Regions from separate parts of the Danio rerio genome. Here region 1 is linked to region 2. The links are chromatin contacts, called in public HiChIP or PLAC-seq maps. All regions are on one chromosome and are shown on one strand. The core of a region is the stretch at or near the end of the contact, and the rest is flanking DNA. Distances in the headings are between cores, read along the strand shown.

Region 1 (2,700 bases), core at 57-2,556, 270 kb before region 2:
TTTGTGTATATAAAACCTTGCTACAATCAACATATTATTGCACAAAAAAATTATATGTTCCTGCTGTATTGCGGTTTTCCCTCCCCGCGGATGTAACAGACTCCATTCCGTCTCCTGGTCTGTTTGGCTCCGCTCCGGGTCTTGCGCGCCGCCGCCGCCGCTCTGCCCAGCTGACTGGCAGTACTTGTTTACTGGTGGAGGCACACAGGGAGAGACGAGAGGGGGAAAACCACACCGCCGACAACACGAGACAACTTTTGCCCACTTTCAGCCCATTCCCACGCCGATGAGCTCAGCCAGACCGCGCACCGGGCTCTCGTCGACGGAACCGAGCGGTTTAACGGGCAGGCCGAACACGCGCTGGACGCCGCTCTGTTGATGAACGTGGAAGATTAAAACGCGACGCGACCGTGACGCGCACACACGCACGCACACACATACACACACACACTTCGGGATCATTGTGCTGGAAGCAAAGGCTTCAGCAGAACATCTCTGCTTTTATTCTCCTCTCAGCGTTGTGAAGATACGCAAAGGAGTGTGGATATTTAATTTTAGAGGACGCTGGTTTATTTCTGACAGCAGAATCGCTACAGAAACCATTGTGGTGTGTGTGCAGCATGTGTTTATGTGGATGAGGAGATGCCCATTTTTTGACGGGGACATTTGGCAGTGCATGAAACGACCTGTGGAATAACGATTATATTTTTTATTTTAATATTATAATTTTTGCTTGTGCCCTCGGAGACATTGTTGGCTTTTTTGACAATTGAGAAGCGATTTTTTTGTGTGTAAAACGTGGACGTATTTTTTCTTTGTTTTAAATACAACCTTGTCTACCTTTTTGCTGATATTGCTGTAGCAAACTAAAGCAGGGGTTATGAAAAAGTTGCAATGTACTGTACCCTTAAGGGTACCTCATTCCTAGAAGTGTGGGATTGATTCCATGGAAGAGATGCATGGACGTTTTTCATGCTTGCTCCACTAAAAGCCAGGATGCATCCGAAAAATCGCTCAAAATGATTTTCAGTCGTTTATTTTTCTCAAGGGTGCAGGATCATGTTATTTAACACTCATTTCACCCCTGCTGTGTAATGTTAGGCAACAACTACTTCAGTTGAACATTATCTTTATCTGAAGCACGCTGGACCCCCGGGTCCCCTTCTTGGGGGGTCTGATTTAACTTTTTTGTTGTTGTTTTTGATACAAGACAAACAACCTTATTTTCCTTTTAATTTTTGATTTTCGGACACACCAGAGGTGGATTTAATTTTCCAAGGAAACCAAAACGTGTCGCGAGGCAGAATGCGGCTGGACACATCTGTGGTTGTTTTGGTCACTTTCGCCTACATCTTGTGCCTCTGCGGATCACTACATGGAGAAAGTGAGTAATGCCTGTCTATAACGCTCTTTAATGCGCGAATTATGGATGTGTTGTTCCTCAATGTGTGCGTGTTGTAGTTTACAATTGAGGGGACTTGTGGAATTCACTCCATGTAGACTTCGGCTGCTCCGACATGTGTTGAAAGGGATGTCGGAGAAATGTTATCATTTAAACATGGCTTTAATGCTTAAATTGAGTAATTCTAAATCATTGTTATGAACTGTAAATTACAAAAAAGTGCGATTACTACCATTATGAGAATGTGATATCTAATTATTTGTAGTTAAAAGTGCGTTTTCATTCATCCTCCCCCCGCTCCTTCTGAAAATGGGCCGTTCCTTTAGGCCTGGCGTTCTGTGCGTCAGCCCGAAGGCTAGATTAGCGCTCGTGACTGGACTCGGCGGGATTCGCGAGCGCGCGCACGACTGGATTCCAGACGCGCACACGCACGTTCTTCACGTTCGATTTGGAAGCGTGTAAACAAGTTGAGGCCCTAAGAAGATTCCCAGATCCCATTAGAGCAGGATTAGCCTACATTGAGCTTCTTTCTGTCGACATATTCAGAGATATCAATTAATAACTCCCGACGGAAGGAAGGGGATTCATATATTTTATTTATCAGATACATTCAGATGTGTTTGTAATGCTTAATAAGGTTTAGATCGATATGATTCGTGTTTTGGTGATAATTTGAATGACTTTATTCGTTTTAATAGCATAATAATGATCACAAATGATAGACTAAGCATATTCAATCCCAATTTTCTTCCTAGATATGAAAATATCCAAAATTGTGTGTTGTTATTAACTCGAACTAACTTGAAGTAATTGACAAAAAAGAAAACAAATGCAACCATTATCAAAATTACTAAACTTGTTTTACACCATAACATGGATATATTTATGTATCCAGTATTGAAATTTCAGTTTTGGAACTTATTTGTTACATTTTAACTTTTAATGCTGTGAGTTTTGATTAAAACATAGAATTTTAAACTGCTCAGGTCCTACAAAAGTCCACATATTTAATAAAATGCTTAATTTTTTTACATATTTGAGTAAAATACCCTAAAACACCAGTTAGTAACATTTATAGAGCTTCATAAATGGATAAACTCAATTTCAGATATATTGTTGTGACTGATGGGATTCGATTTAAAACAGACAATGGTAGTTTGTGTACATTTAAATCAATATTTATTAATTTGAGAAATTATTTTTCATATTAGACGTTAGCAAACATGTTTAAACAAACCAGTAAATTCTCATTTTTAAAAGGATTGCTTTATTTATTTGCTTTTAATACACCCTTTTTT
Region 2 (2,700 bases), core at 189-2,688:
TACCATGGAAGTCAATTATTACAGGATTTCGGCTTTCTTCTAAATATTTTGATAGTGTTTAACAGAATAAAGAAACTCATAAAGGTTTGAAACCATTTAAGGATAAGTAAATAGTGAGTAATTTTTCATTTTTGGGTGAAATATTCCTTTAACTTCTTAAATCTTCCTCAACCGTTCATTTGATATTTCTCTGAAACCCCTATTGTTCAGCAGTGTTTAAAAATCCTCAACATATAATTAGACAGTGGATACATCATAGTTAGGGCAATTACACTTGGAACCAGCTTTATCCTTGGACGGCAGTAAACCCATAATCGTTTGTTAAACAGCAATAAAGCATTACAGAGTTCCGTTTACCTTGAGATTGTTCTGTCTTTCAGTACAATGGCAAATGATTCATGGGAAATGATTGATCGCCGCCGCCTTTGATCTCAGATGAAGTTACTGCTCTTGGTTATCAGTTCATCATTTGAGTTATGCAAAACATAATACAGCAAAGTCTGACAGAGAATTAATATGACAGCTATAGTATGAAAATTAACTATTGTTCAAGTAATAGCCACTTCAATAAATGCTTTTTTAAATATTTTTTTCAACATTTTTCAAATGCCTTGGATTGATTTTTGCTGTTTATTCTGATAAATGCCCTACCCAAAGAGCACCGACACATTATTTAAGCTACCCCTGAGCACTTTTTGTTTGATTTAGGATTTTTAACCATGGTTTAATTACAAATAAAACCAACTATAGTAAAACCTTGTTTTTTTGTAGTAGTAAAACTGTGGTTATACAAATGTAAATAAATCTGCCAAAACACCATGGTTATTACACTTTTATTATAATATATATAAAGTTATTATTTGTGATGATCATTTATAGTTTTCTGACATATTTAAAGTGTTTTACACATAATGAGTAAACTAGACAATAGTTTCATTTTAAAAACCCAACCAAGCCAATCTTTAAAAAGGATTTTAACAGCCAACACAACATTAAGTTTGTCACCTCAATTAAAATTTACAATAACCTCATAAAACACCGCAGTTAGGCTACTAAATTTATTTCTACAAGTCCTGTCATGATGAAATATTCATTAAAAGTCAGTCAGTTTTGTAGTAGCGAGCTATTTCCGACGTGCATTTCCTGCGCTTAAAACTTAACATAGTCTATTTTACATAGTCAACTTAGCATGAATGTGCTTGACATCAATATTTTGCTACAAAGCAGTTCAATGTAGACCGTACGTCTGTTTGTTGTATACATGTATGTCTAACCATGTGTTCAAAAAGAGTGGTAGCCTGTGACTTTACCTTATTTCTTTTCCACGCGCGGACTTGAACGGTATTCATTCGACTTTTGGAGACGCGTGTAACTTCAGGATGTCCCGCTGAAGGGCTTCACTAGTAACAATTCTCGTCTAAACTGTCTGAGATCCGCCTGTTACACGCTGAGGAGCTTTACTACCGTGATTTGAGCTGTGTGCGAGTGTGTAGTGTGCCTCTCAGTCGCTCCTCCTCTTCCCTCGTGTTAAATGTCCAATCCTGGCGGAGGAGGTGATCTTAGGACACGTTTTATTAGTAATCATCTCAAGTGTTTCGGAGAATGGGTGAACATGTGGATGGAGGATGCTCGAGCATGTCATGTTTGAATTATATAAGGCCGTTCACTGATAAAAAAGTTTCTTGGGTATGTATTATGTCAGTTACAACCAGTGGAGGAAAGAGTCCTGAAAAATCATGCTTTAGTTATAGTACCATTACTTGCCTAAAAGTGTAGTGCAAGAGGAAAAGTATCTGTTGTAAATATTTCTCAAAGTAGCCCTTTTAAAGGACTCATGAGTAGGGAGAAGTGAGTATTACGCTGTAAAAAGCTGATGCATTTACATGTAATTTGTGGATGTGTGTGAACGTAACATTCTGTAGTGCAATTTTATTTAGTTATTGCCCCTCGGGCACACAATGTATTAAGACTTTAATATTAGGTTAGATTTAGGTTGTGATGTCAGGTGACCGAAATTTAATGTCCAGCCAGCATCTATGCACAACTTTTTTTTTTTATGTTCAATAACGACGTCAAATGATGTTGATATTTGGTTGATTTTGTTTAACTAAAGTTATCTAAATCCAATGTCGAACCAACATCTTAAACCAACGTCATGTTGACATCAAATGCTAACATTTATTTGTCATGATAACCAAAATTCAACGTCTAATAGATGTCATAGTGATAACATCCACACAACATCAAGCTGTAACATCATTTGACATTAATATTTGGTTGATTTTAGGTTGGGCGTTGGACATTGACGTCGGGTTCTGATGTCAACCCGATTTTCATCTCCAAACAAAATGTAATACAGCACTAAAAATTTACTCAAGGGAAAGTAAAAATCAACATTGTTTAAGCTACTTAGTAAATGACAATCCCTGTTACAGTAGTTTGAGTATTTGTAATTTGTTACTTTACACCACTGGTTGTAACCATGTTATTGTTTTATGTCATTTGTTCAGTATAGGTGTGTTTTTTTGACATATAAAAACAGAGGAAAAACAAGCACTTAAAACATACAGTGTTTGTATTGCTGTAAATGTGTTGAAGGTTAATTATGTTTTTGGCACATTGATTCCTTTTTTTTTTTCCTTTATTTTTATGCCAAGTACAGATATCATTGTTTATTCACAAAGTTTTTTTAGAAACCCA

What was found. HiChIP or PLAC-seq counts read pairs in DNA pulled down with a chosen protein or histone mark.
Region 1: an H3K4me3 HiChIP or PLAC-seq map of gastrula embryo shows a contact between it and region 2, with 2.9 times the contacts expected there. The contact joins the promoter of insrb here to the promoter of enc3 in region 2. A contact is called at or near these places in 2 of 4 datasets of contacts at active chromatin or transcription factors (embryo and gastrula embryo).

Annotation. Positions count from the first base shown.
Region 1 is chr22:10,703,255-10,705,954 of GRCz12tu, reverse strand. It overlaps insrb (insulin receptor b), which reads left to right and starts at 1,306. Exons shown (of 21, transcript NM_001123229.1): 1 at 1,306-1,384. The coding sequence starts at 1,306.
Region 2 is chr22:10,430,784-10,433,483 of GRCz12tu, reverse strand. It overlaps enc3 (ectodermal-neural cortex 3), which reads right to left and starts at 1,438. Exons shown (of 3, transcript NM_001001402.2): 1 at 1,311-1,438.